2 separate regions of the Pan troglodytes genome follow, and region 2 is linked to region 1. Evidence: chromatin contacts called from public capture Hi-C data. All regions are on one chromosome and are shown on one strand. Each heading gives the region's core, a stretch centred on a gene start, on an enhancer-like site or on the middle of the called end of the contact. The rest is flanking DNA. Distances are from core to core; before and after follow the strand shown. Region 1 overlaps STXBP6 (syntaxin binding protein 6). Region 2 overlaps LOC129136963 (a long non-coding RNA gene).

Evidence for each region. Capture Hi-C pulls out chosen DNA fragments and counts their contacts.
Region 2: a contact with region 1 is called in a capture Hi-C map of stem cell-derived neural stem cells, with 2.7 times the contacts expected there. The contact joins two enhancer-like sites. A contact is called at or near these places in 1 of 7 Hi-C or Micro-C datasets (stem cell-derived neural progenitor cells) and 1 of 1 other capture datasets (stem cell-derived neural stem cells).

What each region holds. Positions count from the first base shown.
Region 1 is chr15:23,102,878-23,108,151 of NHGRI_mPanTro3-v2.0_pri, reverse strand. It overlaps STXBP6 (syntaxin binding protein 6), which reads left to right. Exons shown (of 6, transcript XM_009427607.5): 5 at 2,285-2,442. Among named protein-coding and RNA genes, the nearest start is that of GZMB, 150 kb to the right of the region's middle. Within about 2 kb of position 2,966, at least 7 of the 24 cell types and tissues checked have an H3K27ac peak or open chromatin away from gene starts, as enhancers often do. A contact at or near this core is called in stem cell-derived neural stem cells, where this site is marked.
Region 2 is chr15:23,417,206-23,422,479 of NHGRI_mPanTro3-v2.0_pri, reverse strand. All of the region lies in intron 1 of LOC129136963 (a long non-coding RNA gene), which reads left to right. Among named protein-coding and RNA genes, the nearest start is that of STXBP6, 82 kb to the right of the region's middle. Within about 2 kb of position 2,714, at least 5 of the 24 cell types and tissues checked have an H3K27ac peak or open chromatin away from gene starts, as enhancers often do. A contact at or near this core is called in stem cell-derived neural stem cells, where this site is marked.

The sequences.
Region 1 (5,274 bases), core at 1,717-4,216:
CTCTATGAGTTATAATGTCTCCTGTTAAACAGTATCATATAAAACTGAGTGTGATGTTACCTGACATCACGTGCAAGATTAATTTCAAGCAACAAAGCAGCAAGGCTTATGTGTAGTGGGTTCATTCCAGAAACACGAGTGAAGATCATGCAGGTTAATTCCAGTGGGAAAAGGCAAGTCTTGGTTATACACCCTCTTAATTTTATAGCAGCTAATTCTAAAATCCTTTTGATTTAAGGAAGCTATTCCTAGTGGTGAAGTTGCAGCTTCCCTGCCCTATCTTTTCCCAGTCCTCTGGTGGCTCAGCTGTGAATATATGGAAGGAGGCAGGAAAAGGAGATTTTCTTGTGCCCTCTCCCAACTCCTCTGCGCCCTTCCCCATCTTCCTGTTCCACCCCATTGGCCTCTTCCTTTTTTGAGAAAACTTGACTTTCCATGTGGCATGGGTAATAACTCTTAATTTACCAAGAGGAGTACCTTGAGGACAGAAACGGTCAGGCGTTACCTTGGGAAATAACCTGTCAAAACCTATCTGTATGCTAGTCTGCCCACAATTCTGTCTTAGTGATTGCTTCTCTGAACCAACACCATATCTGCAAAGAACAAGGTAGAGAATAAGGAAAAGTCACTGGGAAACCAGGCTCAAGTGCTATCCATGTCACTTCCCTAGTGATACGGTATTGTGCAAGCCTCTTAACCTCTGCTAGTGTCAATCCTATCAGCAGAATTGTGACAATCAAGTGAGATAATATTCGTGAAGGTGCTTTATGATTGCAAAGTGCTATTCAAGTGTTGAGCAGCATGGATAGGTTATTATCATAGTTATGAGTATGATATGAAAGCAAAGGGGACCAAGATTTCTCCTCCTAAATCTGTTCTGAAGACCCAGACCTTTCATTCCAACCTTGCATTCAACCAGATTTGCCTAGAACTGCATTTCCTCTGCTCCCTGTTTATCTGTGCTGATTTATCTTGGTTCATGTAGTGCTTGATGCAACTGAGTAACACTGAGTTAACCCCATTCTCCTCCCCTTAGTGCATAATTGAATCCCTTGAAATCCACCATTAAAGAAGAAAAATGGAAAAACATTTACTAAGTGCTTCCTCCAGTCCAGGCACTTTCTTTGCCTGAGATCCTTTTCCACAAACCACAGACTGTGCCCACAGAGGAGAAATTAAGAACCCTTTGCAGCTGAGACCAGTGGAAATTGCGTTTCTATTAAAAGCTGTCTGTGGCTAGATGTATCCATCCCAGGTACAAAGTTAAATGATGTAATAAACTTATTCAAAGACATAAAGTCATTATATAAAATGCCATTAAATATCTCACACTCAATGTTAACAAAATACAGCTATAAATTTCCTTTGGTTGTCATTTTGCAAGTTGCTATTTCTCAGTGATTTATGCATCGGCAAGTTCTTCACTATTGAATTTTGCTGCCCAGTCCCGGCAAATGGGATGTCAGGAATGCATGACCCTCTGAGATGCAATGGCTTTCAACCTTCTTGGTATCACCACTCCTGAGTTTGGGAGTACCAAGTTTCTTCTAGGGCTGGTTTCTATCACTGTTTTGTACCTGCTGGTTAAGTATGGTCCTGAGGCTCCGTATTTCACATACTAGAGATCAGAGGTAAGGAGTCCCAACCATCCGAGCCATGGTACAGAATCCAAGGTTGGGAGCAGACACATCTACTCTGAGCTTTGAGACTGGATCATAGCTCTTACATGAAGCTGTACATTTTGGGGTGTTCTTTACTTGCTGGATGAAGGGGTAAAATGAAGAAGAAGCGTTGGAAGGAATATAGAGCATTCTATCTAGAAAAGTTCTGTGGTCCCAGTTTTCCTATGGTTATTCACCGAAACCACAGGTCAAAAGGAAATAACATAAGATCCAGATATGTCTCATTGAACTTGCCTAATTCTGTGAACTTATCAATGTTTTCATTTATCTTTGCAAGCCAAGTTGTAAATCCAGACAGGCCCCATCCTTTTGAGCCTCCACAGATAGAATACTGGCAGAATGGAAATGACTGGCGTGTCAGTGATGAGTTTATAGAGAAGCATTTAGGATTTTCCTAGGTCCTGCAGTCAGTGGGTGTTCTTGCTGCAAGTGCGTCAGTCAAACCCAATCAAAAGAAATGTCGGCTTGTTTCCTAGTCACTAGACGAGCGGCCTTTCTGCAGTGTGACCTGCCTTCCTCTTACAGGGTACTCACCCTGCCGGAGTCTGGTCACTGTGGGTCAGCTGAGCCAGTTTCTGATGCACCTGCTCTCCTCCTTTCAGGAAACAGCATCCTCCATTCAGCTGCTGACAGCGTGACCAGCGCAGTGCAGAAGGCAAGCCAGGCCTTGAATGAGCGTGGAGAGCGATTAGGCCGAGCGGAGGAGAAGACAGAAGACCTGAAGAACAGCGCCCAGCAGTTTGCAGAAACTGCGCACAAGGTGGGCCAAGAGAGGGGCAGGCTTCTCAGCTCTGGGGTGTTGGGGAGCTACAGTGCCAAGAAACTTTATTTCAGTATTTTCCTGTGATGAGAGATATAAAATTAAGCTTTCTATTTCCCCTTTATGTAATTCCCATCTGCTACTTACTAAACACCTGAGTCGTGGAAAATTTCTTCTTGTGCCTGGTTTCTTTGGCTCTTTTCTAATGTCCTCATCCGTATCTCTGACCTTCTGACCTTGGATCTTTAGTTCCTGCTCAGAAGTTTAGGGCTCAAGTATCGAGGCACAGAACAGGGGGTTGGGGAGAAGAGATCAGGTCTTCGAATATCCCTGCCCCACTTAGCCAACACATGGAGGACGTGAGGCTGCTCGTGCTTGCTTTTCCATCCTGTCCCTTTCTCATCCTGAGTCTAGCAGTGTGTCCTTATCTCTTCACCAGACACAAAGCAAGCCCCAGTCCCAGGGAACTACGCACCTCGGGGCTAGTTTTCCCTTGGAGAGGGGTCGATTGTTATTTCAGGGCCTCAATTCTGGGGCTCTGAGCTTGACCGGACCAGCGCTGAGCTGTCAGCAATACTCCCTGCTGCCCCTGAATCCAGAGAAGGGCATTTCCTGCGTGACTGAGTGCGCACTCTGCACATTCTCATACTCGCTGAGAACTGTGCCTTTTAGAAGGGAAAGGGGCAGTTTTTATTGGCAGCCAGCTATCTAAGGCAGTCACAAACCAAAGGAAAGAGAGGCCCTGTTGGTCACGTGATAAAGAGGATTTATTACTGTTGTTGTGCTTCAGATCAAAGGGCAGTTTTTTTTCTGGTTAGTGGTTTGAATTTAGCCTTCCAGAAACAACATCTGCTGATGACTTGTGTTGGCATGTCAGGCTTATGATCTGGCCCTTCAAATACACTTTTCAGGTGACCTTTCGGGGAAGAAAATAACTGGCTTTAACAGAAACACCACTTCTGCTGAGGAAACAAGGATGGATAACCTAAAAAGCAATGAGAAAAATATTCCCAGCTGAGTTGCGGTGACCTCTTCTGGAGGCTCACGCTCAGGTCCAGCTGGGGATCCAGCTCTGAGTGGATGACTCCTGCCTTCTCTTCCTGCATCCCCTTTGCACAGCGCTGTCTTGTCGTCTCATTCATTCTCTGTCATGACAGGGTCTTACTGCACTCTTGCCTGTGGGGCCCATTTCGAGTTCCTTCAAGGAGAATTGGCCAGATCTATCTGAAAATGCAGACAGCCCTGCTGGAGGCCAGAGCCTCAGATTGCTGCTGTGGGTGCAGAGGCAGAGAGAGTGAATTTGGATTGAAGGTCTCCCTAGTTCCTTCCTCCTTTCTCCAGCCTCTGTGACACAGAGATAATGATGACATGGAAATGCTGGCGTTACAGCCTCAGCTTCTTTAACAACAACAGCAGCTTCCGTGATTTCAGTGGGAGACGGATAGTGGAAATCTGGGGAAACATTTAAGTTGTTGAGTTGGGTAGAAGAGGCTAAAGGGAATAACTTTATAACAGTCTTCAGTTCTGGGAAGGGTGATAGTACAGGCATTTTTCTTTCATGTCTTCCCACACAGAATAGAGCAATCAATAGTGCACTGATAAAATTCTGCTAAAACAAGAGTTTAGGTTAATGATTAAACCATGAACCAGGTTACCAAGGAAGATTGTAAAATTGCTCTTCCTAAGGTGGCATAGACAATACCTGGATGTCGTCCACGTAGGCATCCCTCCCAGAGGGGGCTGTACAAACACTGGATTGGATAACCTAACCAGATGGCCTGAATTCTTGGCCCTGGTAGCCCTGTTTCCCTGATACTGTGGCCAAGTTTGCGAGGCAATTGGGAAAGCAATATGGAATAGTAGTTAACATCTTGTGTTTGAATATAGCTCTGTCATTTACCATCTTGGTGACCTTGGGCAAATGCTTAATTTCTCTAAGCCTCAGTTTTCTCATCAGTAGAATAGAGCACTGTTCTATATGAGAATAGTACCTACCTACTAGAGTGTTCAGAGAATTGAATGAGTTCAAAGCTATTAGCACAGTATGTAGCACATATAAATCTAAATTACTATTATTTGTAATCATTTTCATAAATTTTTTTTCTACTGACCCTGCCCTATTCAGTCACATAATGAGCACTGTAGAGGGATTGGAGAATTGATACTGGTGATTGAGGATCCTCAACACAGGGACAGGGAAGGAATGGAGGAGAAGATTTTGTGCCTCCCAAACCCAAAGGGAAAGGGGTGTGGGAGGGCCCTCATGCTAAATGTTGATACTATCTAAACACAGATCAGCCCTTGAAACAGGACCCATCAGGATAGAAACTAATGCAGCCACCAAAGGCAAAGGGGTCTCTGGCTTGACCAGTGGGAAAATTTATGCCTAGCAGTTACCTGCTTTCACTCGGGAGAGGTGAGGCGTGGACAGCTTGTGTTTATTTTGGTTTCCCCTCCCTTAGGTCATCTCGGGGGGAAGAGGAGGGGTTACTAGTGTCTGTTAATGTGTATGAGAGTGTGAGAGTGTCATGGCCAGACTTGCAGTTGTGTGAAACTGGGATGTGTGCCTATGAATCACTGGTGCTGGCAGTATTCCTAATGAGCAGATTGACCTCTCTAGATAAGGTGTGGCTATTTTCCCAGGGACCAGGACTCTTGATTTGGACCTGCTAGCATAGGCTGACCATGAAGCTGTCATTTTACTGGACAAGCCACAGCCAGGCCTGCTGGTGAAGGGAGAGTTCAGAGATGGAACCCAAGCATTCTACCCCCTAGACAAGCATGGCTCTGTTGACTCAGAAGGAGTAAGCTGTGCTTACAAGTGGGGGCCAG
Region 2 (5,274 bases), core at 1,465-3,964, 310 kb before region 1:
AAGCTGACACAGAAGGCCAAACCTTGCTCACTCTCAATCTAATTTCCCTAAGCTCATTTTTAACCGGTCAGGTCACCACAACCCAAATAGCCAGCATTCCCACAAGAACAGGTCCAAGTCAGGATAGCTGTATTAATTGTATTAATAGTATGATACCCACAATAAAGGAAATGAGAAGCCCATCCTCCCATCATGAACTCAGCCCTGCACTGACCAAACCCAACGGAGCAGTCAAGGAGCCACAATTTAAGACAATGACATATTAAACTGAGGCAAGAGGTGAGAGACTAAAACTGCATTTTGAGGAATCATTAAAGGAAGCTGAGGGTGTTTGACCAAGAAAAGAGAAGGCCTGGTAGCTGCATTGTAGAATTTGAAGGAAGAAAGTATATGAAAGATGTTGACCATTCCAAAGCCAGCCAGATGGCAGAATTAGAAGCAGTGAGTGAAACATATACAGGGCAGATGTCTTAGTCAAGTTTCCTTAGAAAACAGACTCTAAGGCAAAGCTTAGGCATTACTGCTTTATCTGGGGGCAAAAGGTAAAAAAAAAAAAAAGACATGCGTGGCAAGGAAGGAGGGAGAGCAAGAAAAAAATAGTATGTTATCAGGCTGTACACAGCTTCCCAAGAAACACCACTGGTCACACGTCTCTGCAGAAGCAGGGCAGGCACTGCACTATGCAGCAGTCAGCAGGAAGAAGAGGAGCTAGTCATTTATTTCCCGGATACTTCCTGACTCTTCACTCTCCACATGGCACAAATATCCCTACATTTCTTTTTGTTTTGTTTTGTTTTGTTTTGAGACAGAGTCTCACTCTGTCACCCAGGCTGGAGTGCAGTGGTATGATCTCAGCTCACTGCAACCTCTGCCTCCTGGGCTCAAGGGATTCTCCTGTCTCAGCCTCCCCAGTAGCTGGGACTCCAGGTATGTGCCACCATGCCCAGCTAATTTTTGAATTTTTAGTAAAGATAGGGTTTCACCATGCTGGCCAGGCTGGTCTCAAGCTCCCTATCTCAAGCGATCCGCCCTCCTCAGCCTCCCAAAGTGAAATACCCCTACACTTCTTAGTAACCTTCTCCTACCCCTTCAAGGGGCACTGAGAGAACCAGAGCCTCAGTGGTGCAGCAGGATCTGATCTGGCCCAAGCCCTGGAGTTGCCACAGCTCCTACCACAGAGAATGTGACCAAGGCTGTGCCAAAGCCCAGCCGTCACACCCAGGAAAGTCAGAAACTACTGAGTGTAAGGAGATGAGGTGGCCACAATGGCAGTGGTGGCCAAAGCTTTATAACTGCAGGAATGGCCAGAAGCTGGGCTAACAGCCGAGGCTGTGGGGATGGGTTCATAGACCACACCAGAACATTAGCTTTTAGTAAGATGTCAGTTTGAAACCATTTAACTTTTGAAACCATCTAACGATAGAATTAGCCAGTGCTTTTCAAACATTACGTATATATGAGTACCCAGTACCCAGGAATCCTGTCAAGTGAAGATTCAGATTCAGCAAGTCTGGGATAGGGACTCAGATCAAGCATTTCCTACTAAATCTCCAGGGATGCCCCGTTGCTACTCCCAGGCTACACTCTGAATATTAGGTGAATGTTCTGCTTCACAAAGTGGTGAGTTTTACATCCCTAGGTGTGTTTTAGCAGATCCTGAATTGATTGATCTTCTGTCACAAAAAGTCAGGTATTTTGCAGAAAAGGTCTCCTGCCTGGGAATAAAAGGTTGAACTAAATGACCACTGTAGAACTTTCCAAATCTAAGATTTGTATTTATTTACCAAAACCTGATGAGCACTAAACCAATAATGAATGATACATTAGGTTAAAAAGAAGAAATGCCTAGCTTTAATCTTATTCATTGCTCACTTTTCAATGACTCCTTATCAAATCCAAAGTACAATTAGCCAAGATCCTGATTGAAATTTAGAGCCTTACCTAATGACGACTGACCAGAAATGGATGTAATTCAGTCAGTAACTAATATGAGTGATGTTTTTCTCATCATCTCCCTTTCAAAATCCTTCCTCAACCACAAGAAACTCAAGGAGTAAATGCAGAGATGTTAAAAGGTATAGACAGGACATCTAGGATTATAGGATTATTAGAGACTGTCTCCTCCAGACTCTTATCAAGCCTGAGTTAAGTGTAAAGTGAAAATTCAATCCTTTCACTTCATTCCCTGATGAATGAAAACCAAAAGAAAATCTCAATCCAGACGCTTAGGAATGTGAGTTTCTAGACAGCTGAGTTTTCTAACAAGATAAAAGCTAACGCTTTAGAACTAGATATATTTTTCCTTTTGGTCTAATGATTTTATTCTAATTATCACTTAGAACTGCCGTACAAATTTGAATTCGCCACTTCTCTTTACTTTTCAATTAATTTATCAAGTTTTCATATTCCCTATTATCAAGAGGCACGGTATCGGCTTCTTTAAGCCTTCTCCATATACACACTGGGCTTTGTCCCTGGATGCTGAAGCCCTCACACTCCAGGAAGAGAGAGCTGCTTAGTTTTCAAGGCTGGGCTGGGAGAACCCGCATGTAATTCTACGGAGTTATAACTGTCACTGCTCCTCTCTGCCACACGGTGGCACTGTTGAAGACTGGCTCTACCCAGTGATACGTGTCCGCTGCTGCAGAGCCTCTGCCCGCCTAGACCCAGGTAGAAATTTCCGTGGCTCCCAGAGGAAGGACGGCCCCATCTCCCAGGGCTGAGCTCAGCCACGTGGTTGCAGCTCTTCCTTCCTTGCACTCTCGTGCCGCATACGCCAGCTTCCCCAAATGCTGCCCAGCCCCGAGGGATGATGTTCAGGACTCTTCCAACATTCACCACTTCTCAGATCCAGAATCCTTTTCTCTCTTCCCTCCCTCAGAATGGGGTGTATAGTTGGATTTTAAACCTTCAAAATACAAAAGGTCTTATTACAGCCCTCTTTCCTGTACAACCTACACCAACCTCTCTCAGGAAAGCTATCCTCAGTGACTCCTAGGTGCCCTTACCCAGCCCCAGCCTCCTATTCACTTTCCTGACTTCTTAGACAAGATACACTGAACACAATTTAACTTTTTGTTAACAAAAAGCTTTAACAAAAAAGTCTCACAGCCATCATTATGAACATCATAGTTTGGTTTGGTTTGACCGTGGTATTTTTTTAAGGTAAGCATACACGTGTCTTTTGTATTAGAAAAATTATAGATTGGAGACATGATTTGACAATCCTATTGCAGAGCTAATATTTTGGGGAGATCCTTGGTTTCTAACCCATCTCTGGCTGGGAAGCACATGCTCTTTGCATGTGGTCTCCCCACCTCCCTGCCTCACTGCCTCCCTACCCAGGACTCTCTGACATATACCATCACTTCTTCAGTCTTACTCACTTCTTTTTTACATACATATCTTTATGCTTCAGCTAAATTTAACTATGACCATTTCTCCAAAAACAAGCTATACTTTCCCACCTCTGTGCCTTTGCTCATGTTGTTCCTATTTTCCTAAATTGCCCCTTATTTTATCCCTGCCTTTTGAAAGTTTAACCACCCTTTGAGGTCCACCCACACGCTAAATCCTCCTCCAGGTTTTTCATAATCCCTCCCGCTGAATGTGATCTCTTCCTCCTTTGTACTTCCACAGCAAATTATGCATTATCTCTTTTAAGGTAATTTCATTCCTACATTGCAAACATTTGAGATGTTGACTTCAGTGAATATAGAATTTTGATTTTTTTTTCTACAGCATTGAGAATAGCATCTTATACTTAGTAAGCATTTAGTAAATACATACTGGATGGAATTTCATTGCCAAAAGCATACTTGAACCTTTAGTAAAATTCTTCTGCTAATCTAAGCTCGGTCCCGTTTAGCGTACTCTAATCGCATGAGGATTAAATTCAAAAGAGAAAATACAAAATAGGAAGAAAAGGAGGATACTGAAGTTTTGTATAGGTTGCAAAAGTCCCAAATGGTTCTGAGAGCTAGGAATTTCTACTGATACGTTCAGTGACCTCACGGCATAGAAGAAAATCATCCATGTTTGCAGCTGAGAAAGATAAATGGGGAAATGGGGGATGTAAAAATAGGAGTCTCATTTCATAGAGCTGATCACTCTCTCTTCTCTTGGTTCCCATGATGACACTCTTGCTTTGCTTTCCTGACATCCAACTGATCCCAGTTCCCTCTCCTCAATCTCTTGATGCTGGAGTACCCCAGGACTTAGTTCCACCTCTTCTATTGTTCTCCATCTACCCCTTCTTCCTAAGAGGTTAACTTTGCCACATGAGCAACTTACAATCCACTAGAAAATGACTGATAAGGAGCGCTGATCTTAACCATCATAATATATTTCCAGCTTCTGACATTGGCACAGAGACTGGCAGGCTGTGAGTGACAGGTGGCAGTGAGTGTATAAAATCAGAACTTTAGTTCACCTAGGTGTTTCTTTGGACATGCGATGATTTGTAAGACTTGTGAATAAAATCAAGTGCATGTTTGAGAACCAGCCGTACCCAGTGATGTGTATCTGCTGCTTCAAAGAGCTTTTGCTGGTCTAGACCCAGGTAAAGATTTCTTTTACCTGGAAAGAAAAGGATAAGTAGAAATGATCCTGAACCAATGTTTTTCCTTCTGCTTTTCTTGATGGTAATCAGAGAACTCCACAGACATTAGACCTCATAAGGCAAGTCACTGTGTGTTTACACATGCCAAATGTTTTGTTCTTTGGAGCCTTTTTAAGAATGGAAGAAAATAAAAAATGCAAGAGCCTTTTATGATCATTTATTGTACCACTGCTAATTTGAAGCCTGCCACTCATAACATGGGGAATGATGATTACTATACATATAGTACTATATACATAGAAATATATAGTAATATAGATATTATCATATACATTTATATATAGTATATATTATATACTATAATATATAGTATATATTGTTTATACATAATATACTATATATTCCTATTTTCCTAAATTGCCCCTTATTTTATCCCTGCCTTTTGAAAGCTTAACCATCCTTTGAGATATATATTATATAATGTTATATATTATAGCCTATTATATTATATATTTTATTATATTATATAGCATACATAATATAGTATATGTAAAACAATATATACGATATATAGACATAGTAATATATATTACTATAGATTTCTATATATAGTAATATATATTACTATATATACTATATATAGACATGTCTATATATAGACATAGTAATATATATTACTGTCTATATATAGTATATATTGTTTCACATATAAC